2 separate regions of the Hordeum vulgare genome follow, and region 2 is linked to region 1. Evidence: chromatin contacts called from public Hi-C data. All regions are on one chromosome and are shown on one strand. The core of a region is the stretch at or near the end of the contact, and the rest is flanking DNA. Distances in the headings are between cores, read along the strand shown.

What was found. A called contact is a pair of places that touch in the nucleus more often than the background predicts.
Region 2: a Hi-C map of leaf shows a contact between it and region 1, with 3 times the contacts expected there. The contact joins two enhancer-like sites. A contact is called at or near these places in 2 of 6 Hi-C or Micro-C datasets (both in leaf).

The regions. Positions count from the first base shown.
Region 1 is chr7H:488,026,604-488,031,057 of MorexV3_pseudomolecules_assembly, reverse strand. No RefSeq gene overlaps it. Among protein-coding and RNA genes, the nearest start is that of LOC123409943, 110 kb to the right of the region's middle. Within about 2 kb of position 1,812, at least 3 of the 3 cell types and tissues checked have open chromatin away from gene starts, as enhancers often do. A contact at or near this core is called in leaf, where this site is marked.
Region 2 is chr7H:488,139,123-488,143,576 of MorexV3_pseudomolecules_assembly, reverse strand. No RefSeq gene overlaps it. Among protein-coding and RNA genes, the nearest start is that of LOC123410214, 150 kb to the left of the region's middle. Within about 2 kb of position 2,201, at least 3 of the 3 cell types and tissues checked have open chromatin away from gene starts, as enhancers often do. A contact at or near this core is called in leaf, where this site is marked.

The DNA.
Region 1 (4,454 bases), core at 563-3,062:
AGAGTTGTCATGATATTACACTATAGTTGCCATAGTGTTTCCACTAAAGTTGCCATCACATGTTCTATCTATTTTTTCTTCTAGATTTAACGCTATCGGTATATTTTTGAACTACTTTTTATAGAATTTTTTATTAATTGACCATGGCAATTCTTACTAATTAACCATGAAAAATTTAATGCGTGATCATGTAATTCTTTACTGGTCCATCAAAATTTACTTTCAAAAGGTAGAAGAAAAAATACCTGAAACATATCATAGCAACTTCGTGTAAACACTATGGCAAATCATGTGCAATAGACATGGCAACTTTTACCCCAAAAAAGTCGTCGAATGATATTGATATGAAATCTAGTTTCGAAGATCTCGTCGCGATGGATTTAATGGTGAAAACAGATCTTCAATTGGATTTTTCATTTAAGAGATAAAACATTTTAAAAACTGGAAATCAGAAAAGATCCCTACATACATGCATGCGGTGAGCTGTCACAATCTATATGTTATAGACGTGTGAGCGGATGTTGCTCCCACCGCACGTGTGGGCTGAGGCTGTAGGTGGAAGTGGATTTAAATGAAACTAAACTATCCCACCCACTTAAATTGCTTTAGTGGATCCCACCTGCTCCCACTGCCGTCAACGATCGATGGTCGTCGCCACTGCTGCACCCTTCTCTTCCTCTTCCCTGTGACCACCTCCAGCTCCACCACGTTGGACACCTGCGGGCCGTAGCGAAAGGACTGCCCAGTCACGTCGTCATTGTAGAGCGTGTCGCCGACGGTGGAGCCGTGAGCCGGAGGTAGTCCCTTCAGGAGGCGGGGGCGAGGTCGTGGTTCGAGACGGCCTAGTGGCGGACCTCCTCCCAGAGCGCACTGCCGGGGACGCCGGGCGAGGCCGCCCCACCAAGACGACACGAGCTTCATCTGCTGGCACCGGGAGGCCGCGCTGGCGCGCATGTCAAGGACAAGGCCGCCGTCGGACATGGCCTGCCTGGCCACCAAGTGGTCGTTGCCGTGGGCGGCCATGGTCAGGTGTGTCGTGTGCACGATAGCGTGCATGGCGCTGGTCACATCGCGGCGCTCGCCAGCCGGACACCGGTCACAGGGCGGGCGCTCGCAAGGCCGCCGAAGTCCCTCACCACCGCGCACTCGGCCGCGCCGGCGGCCACCAGTGTGAGCTCGAGAGTGTCCCGTTCTGTGGCGGCGGCAACGCGTCCATGTACGCGAGCATCATCTTGGGCAAGCAAGCACTTCTCCTCTCGCTACGGTGCGGTGTTAGTGATGTACTCTATCCGTTCCTAAATATAAGTCTTTTAATCCATTCTACTAAAGGTCCATTCTAAATTATGTCTATATACATCCGTATGTAGTTTATTAGTGAAACCTTAAAAAGACTTATATTTAGGAACGGGAGTATGTAGTAGTATATTTTAGGTGGGAAATGAGTGATGCCTATATAATCTAGGCAACTTTTTATGGAATGTCTAATTATTTCCACTAAACGTAGTGGGACCGAATGGGTTAGAGATGGAATGCCGATGTATAGTCCCATCAACAGTTTGATTGTGGGCGTTATCGCGATCCAATATAAAAGTATGTAAACTTCCAATGCAACGCCAAGCATATGGATTAGTAGCAAATTCATGCTTGCACACCAACATTAACAAAAGGTCGCAAATTGCATCCATACATACGGTGTACTACCAACGACAGGATATAAAAATGGGAATCTGATGAGGACGTCCTGGATAGACTTGACTGCCGTGTATTTTGCTACATCACCCCATGTACGAACAGTCCTGGTCGCTCTCATACTAGTGCAACACTACAACAACAGAGGTATGTCCAATCATCGTGAGGAATAAAAGAGCGTACTGCAGGCAGCAAAAAGGATTGTTGATCGGGTTGTTGGCACGTCACCCTCAGTGCGAACCTCCCAGGGAAAAGGAGGAGGCCGATTCAAATACTCCACTACACAAGTGCGTGCTCGCTTTCCCACATGGCCAGTCAGTCTACCGTGAGATGTTGGAAGCCCCTCCACGTGGATGGATGGCCTCTCATTCTACACAGGAAGCCTGGCAAGTGAAGCAAACTTGGACTTGTTCTCGCATTTTTTTAATAGGAATAAGATAGGGAAAAATGGTTGCCTCGCTCTCGACTGACAGCCTCCAGGTCTCCGGGACCTCAGCAGATCCTTGTGCATAAGGTGTACACGTTTCTTCAAGCATGACACCTGTATTTCGCCTAGGCTCAATCATCCTATCTTATAAGTTAAGGTTTGTCCTACACTCTCAAGAATAAACAGGATGTAGACCATTTCTTGCATTTCCAAATTAATTAAAGCGACTTCAATGGAACGATCCATTTCATCCGTCGTCGTCCGTTAGGGTCGCGCTGACAAAACGGATGGTCAAACACGCCGACCCGTTTTCAAAAACACGTCTCATCCGCGTCTCGCGCGACCCATTTTCGACCCAAATTTGGGACTGAAATGCGTCGGCGCGGACTCGAAGTGGACACGCGCGTCCTCTCGTGTCCGTCCCAACCACCGCGGTCAACATTATTTATGACTGCCGCCCACCTTGGGCGTCAGCGACCATGGTCGGCCTTTTTTAATTCGAGCGTGCGGTAGGTTCCGCCTCATCCGCTTCGAGAAGCCACCCGTCCCCATCTCGCCACCTCCTCGGCGACCAAACCCTAGCACCATGGTCGGCTCTTTCCCGCCCCAAGGGCAAGGCCCCGCTCTACCCCCGCGCCATCTCCCCGCCGGCGTGTTCCCGCAGGCCTCGCCACCGTGTGAGTGTCCCGGTGCACCAAGGCGGTGGCACTGGGAGCACCGGCGTGCCGCTGCCTTACCCCGACGTCACCCTGTCGCACCACTGGCATCTGGATCCGAGAGGATCCCGGTGTCGGCCGTGCCGCGATCGTGCGGGTGCACGCGGAGGAGGTGAGCCGTCGTCGGCTTCTGCTGACGCCGGAGCATCGGCGGAACCCTGCATGCGCAGCCGACCCCCTCAACTGGGGAGGTGTGGTTCGCGGTGGAGCAGGAGGAGCAGCGTCGTCATGGCGTGCGCGAAGTGCAGCTAGGAGACCCTCCGCCGCCCCCGCCTGTCATCACGGATGAGGACCAGGAGGGTAAGGCCTTCTACCAGGCAGCGCACACAGCTGTTCTCCATGACAGTGAGGAGAAGAGCCGTGCAGGGCCGACGAGGAGGCGGCGTACCAGCAGCAGCTTGCAGAGGCCATCGCGCTGTCGGTCGCCGGCCAGTGCGTCGTGCCACCTCCGTCGAAGCCCGAACCCACAGAGTCGCGGGAGGTCTACCACTGGAATGGTGTCGTCAGCAAGTTTGTCAGTGTGCCGCCCACCTGGCTGGGGCGCGACGCCATAGCAGGAGCAAGCCTACCTCAAACACTGGAGGACGGAGCACCTACGGGCGGAGCGCGCCGAAGGCCTTCGGCTGATGGAGCTGGAGAAGGAGGAGGAGGAGGAACGACGGGAGCTGGAGGAGGAGGAGCACGCTCGTGCTGATGCGCTGCCACCGTCACTAGCAGAGCCCGCGCCGGTGGGACAAATGACGGAGGCGCAGGCAGCTATGCTCTGGAACACGGCGTTCCCCCTCAGCCGGCCCTGCGCCTGGTCGACCTCATCGGCCCCCGACGACGCCTAGGGCTGCCGCGTAGTTTTAGTTTTTTATATTTAATTAGTGTAATGCAGACGCGTGTACTCTCGCCGGCCTTCGTGGCCGGCTTTTAATGTTTAATTATGCATGTTTAGTATTTTCTCAAATTCTTATATCTTTTTTTCGCATCAGCAAAAAATGGGCAGGCCAGCGATGGCCGATGCAACCGACCCAAATGCCAAAGTGGACATTCGTGTACGCTGGGCTAACCCAAACGGACAAAAAACGGACAAAATCGCCGTCCCTTTGGATCGGCCATTAAAGTTGCCCTTAAAACTACCTTTTCTTATAAGTTAGGGCTCATCTAATACTCTCTAGACGAGACTTTATTATGTCACATATAATTTAGGGATGATAGTTTTATCCATGATATGGGTATCCACGTATACCCTACCCGAAAGCAATGGTCATAGATATGACTGGTGACATTTTGTACCTACGGATAATAGGTACCTATACCGCAAAATATATGATAGGGTATGAGTAAAATTCCACTCATGGGTAACCCAATGGATACTGAGAAAAGCTAATAAATAAAAATAACTCCTATCACATGTGGGGTCAACATAACTCCTATGTCCCATCCTAAGACTTGATTTCTTAAACCGTCCATAGCTCATAGACCGTAATCACTTGCTCGCCACTTCTCCTGCATCCTATGTGATGCCTCAAAAAGATGAAATATTGACTCTTTGCTACTGGACTCATATACAACTCTTGATCCAACGATCCACATGCCCTTCACCACCTCCCACTATGTCCGGCTTCTACCAATCA
Region 2 (4,454 bases), core at 952-3,451, 110 kb before region 1:
AATGGCCGGCGCAGGCTGCTGGTCAAACGCAAGCAAGAAAAAGGCAAGGCACTCACCGAAGAAAGCCTCGTCGACCTCGTGGAAGATCTTGAGCGCGCCGGCCGCCTCTCGCTCCACCTTCATCTTGGCCGCCTCCGCCTTACAGACTTCTTCTTCGAGCCCAGCCACCTCGGCACGGAGGGTCTCCACCTCCTACCCGCTCACACCCAACACCCTTGATGCATCCTCCTTCGTTGGTGCCTCCTTCTGGAGTGCCCCAGTGAGCCGCTCCAACTTCGTCGTGTGGGCGGCCTTCAGCCACTCCGTCGCCGCCCACTCGGCCTCATGCTCCTTCCTTAGCAGATCACGATCGTCGGCGACCTCGTCACGCTTCCCTCGGACGTCCGCAAGCGTGTAGTGCATCTCCGCGGCCTCGGCCTCGGGGATGTGCCCCCCCCCCTCTGCATCAAGGAAACCGGTTAGTAGCCGACACGACAAGATTATCACAGAAAATGCAAGTAAAATTGGCCCGGCTACCACGCGGCCGCGCAACTGACCCAAATCTCGGGGACTACACCGAGTGGGTGCGTTGGCGTGCACTCATGATTTTGAAGACATACAAACACAAGAGAAGATTTGGCCCGGCTACCGCGTAGCTGCGCAACTGGCCCGAATATCGAGTACTACACCGAGTGGATGCGCTGGCGCGCACCCATCACCCGAAAACGTACCTCGGGCTTTCTGCAGATCGACCGTGCGGGCCTCAAGCTCCTTCCTCGTTTTGAAGTAAGTGTTCTTGCTAAAACGACACAACACAACAACCTGTTTGAAAAGCGCATCGTGCTTCATGGTGTCAGCCTGCGAAGGAATCAATGGAGAAGTTAGGAAGATTAAAGGAAGATTTAGCCCGGCTAGCACACGGCCGCGCATCCGGCTTGAATCTCGTGGACTACACTCAATGTGTGCACTGGCGTGCCCCCGCTGGACAGCAAAGAAGAGAAAATTTTGCAACGCGTACTTGGACGGCCCACTCCACCATCTGGAAGTTGCTCACCGTCGAATGGGCGAAGGAGGCCATTCCCTGATGATACCGCGCCATGATCTCTGCGACGCTGGCTGGCACGAGAGCTTGCTCCAACCGAAACAGTCGCCCCAGCCATTCCTCGAGCATGATTCAGCCTCACCCAATCCTCTAGCACGGCTACAACGACTGGCCCGTACGGCTCGTCCCACTGCCGGACGCCTCCGACGTGTCCGGACTTGGCCGCGTCGCCGAAACAACCAAGGCATGATCGTCGCCACCCCTCGCCCCAGGCTCAGGCCGGCGCGACGGCTTCGCCGCTGGGCTCAATAGCCCCTCCTCCTCCACCACTGCTAGCTCCGTAGGCTGCGGCACCTCCGTCTCCGGGGCTGGCTCCTGACCCTTCTCCATGCGGGCTGGAAAAGACTCCATGGCACGAGCCTAGGGGGCCTCCTGCATCGTGGCATCACATGCCACCTTGGTCGTGGGGTTGCTCTAGGCGACCGCTGCGGTCGCCGCCTTGGCCAACCGAAGACGGGAGACGTGTTCCTTCTTGAGCCGCGTTGTCATGGAATGCTTTACGACCAACTTCGCAACCACCTCGCCCACTGGGCCAGACTGGGCTACTGGCGGAAGATCGATGGTCTTGCTGACACAGAGAAGAAAAATAAAGGAGCACGAGCTCAAACACTGCAAACCAGAAATGAAAAGAAAAGAGCATGAGCTCAAATACCAAAAACCCTTACCCAGACACGAGGAGGAGTGGACGCCCGCTGCGCCTCGACACCCTCTACACCAGTAGTCGGGTGCCTGGTGGCAGTGCGGCCGACCACGTCTTCTTGGCGTCCGGGTAGATTGATTGCCCCTCGATCGGCCACTTGTCCCTCCATTGTTCCTCCGTCGTGTATTGACGGGCCGACTGACCCGCTGCCGGCTAGTGCCCAGCCAGAAGTTCCTTGCTCCGTCCTCGCCGGTGTCATTGGGGCAGGGCATCGCTGGGGCGGCTCTGCTATGACAGGTGGCACATCCACAATACGCACGTCATCATCGTCGTCATCTAGCAAGTCCTTCAAGATCACATGGGGGCGAGACTCACCGGCTGGCCCAAACCCGCCAACCGTGGTGCCAGCCAGTGCCTCCCCCACATCCTCCTCCTCCGCCTTTGGCACTTACGAGCCCCTGGAGGCGTCGGCGTTGTCTCCATCCATCTCGTAATCGATGCATCCGGAGTCCCTGCAGGCGACCACTTGATTATGCAGGTTTGGGCCATTCGACATTAGTTGCGGGCTAAAAAGCTGAAACGGGCGGGCGACCGCACATGACTCATCGTGTTAAAAATTAAAGCAAGGCAAAAGTGTCAGAACTTACCCCCGACATGGGAAAGTTGTGGCAGAACGGCTCCTTGCCGAACCACCAGTCATCCACCCGCAGCTTGAAGCCAGTGATGGCGTTGACCTGGGCAGATATCTTTGCTGACACCAGGTCGATAGTTGACAGCATGCATGGGTCCTTCCGGAAGCCCATGTCGCAAATACGATGCAGTCGCTCCTGCAGTGACATCACACAACAGGAGATGAAGGCTATTACCATATTTCGGGCATCATCCCCTCCAAGGCCTTGAGTTGCTAGAGACGGCTCAGGATCCCAATGATTTCCTTGGTGCATGTCTCGAGGATCGAGTTGGAGCCGGCCGGCGGCACATCGATGAACAGTGGGAGGTTGACCCAGTCATGCCCCTCCCCGACGCTCCACACATAGAAGAATGTACGCTGCCACTTCTTGAAGGATTCAATAAACTTCATGCGTGGGAAGAACACGTTCTGCCAGGCATACAACACCACACCCTTGGAGGCGTACGACACGTACTTGTTCTTTTGGGCATGAAAATGGAAGAAGGTATGGAAGAGAGAGGGCAAAGGCCAGAAGCCGAAGTACCCCACGCACAATGTTGCATAGTTGGCGAGGTACAAGATCGAGTTTGTCCCAAGATGGGTGATTTGGAGGCTGTAGAACTCCAGGAACCACCGCACGAAGCAGTTGGCGGACAGTCCGAAGTCGAGGTTAAAATGCATACCGAACACCACCCGTTCGCCGGCGCGCGGCGCTGATAATCCCTAAGTGCAAGGAATCATCGTAGCAATTTTCAAAGATGGAAGTGATAAGTATGGAGTGTCGAACCACAAGGAGCTAAAGGTAAAGAGCAATATTCTCTCAAATCCCGTCTGCCACTGATACAACTCTACATACGCCGAACTTTTGCTTCCAACTAGGAACAAGAAATAAAACTACGTTGTGGGTATGAAGAAAATAGCTTTCCATGACATCGGAGAACTAAAATAGAAAATAGGTGTTGTTATCATAAAGTTGGAATATATTACAATATATTACAAATAGCGAGTGTGGAATAATGTGGGCCGGTGTGCGGAATTGTCCTACGCAATTGTTAACAAGATCAGTAATCATTATTGCTATTTTATATGAGGGAGAGGCATAAGCTAACTTAATTTATCTACTTGGATCATATGCACTTATGATTGGAACTCTAGCAAGCATCTGCAACTACTAAAGATCATTAAGGTAAAACCCAACCATAGCATTAAAGCATCAAATCCCCTTTATCCCATACGCATCAACCCACCTACTCAGGTTTATGCTTCTGTCACTCAAGCAAACCACTATAAGTGAATGAATGTATTGCAACACCCTACAGTGGGAATCACTCACGCTTGCGTGACACGGAGAGCACCATAGGATATCACCAATAATAGAGCATGCAACTCAAACCAATCTAGATCATCAATCAACCCATAAGACAAAGGGAATCTACTCAAAACATCATAGGATGGCAATACATCATTGGATCATAATATATGGCATAAATCACCATGTTCAAGTAGGGGATTACAGCGGGGTGCGGGAGAGTGGACCGCTAAAAGAAGATGAGGATGGTGATGAAGAAAGTGATGTTGATGAAGACGATCACCGCGGCGATGGTTCCCCGGTGGCACTCCGGCACCATCGGGAAAGAGGGGGAGAGGGTCTCCCCCTTGTGTCTCCTCCTCCATGGTCTCCGCCAAGGTGGGGACAGGTTCTCCCTCTGATCCTTGGCCTCCATGGTGATGATGGCCCCTCCGTCTTCCTCCTCCATGGTCTCTGGTGATGGTGACCCCCTCCAGCAGGGTGCCGGAGAGGGCCAAGATTGGTTTTCGTGGCTCTGGAAGCTTGCGGCGGCGGAACTCTCGATCTAGGTTTCTTTTCAGGGGTTTCTGTATTTATAAGAATATTTGGCGTTGGAATCACGTCAAGGGAGTGCTCGAGGGGCCCACAAGCCAGGGGCGCGCCCTAGGGGGGCACGCCTTCGTGGCTTGTGGATGCCTCGGGACTCCTCTCCGGTATCTTTTTGCTCCATTATTTTTCATATTTTCCAAAAATATTCTCCATAAATTTTCAGCCC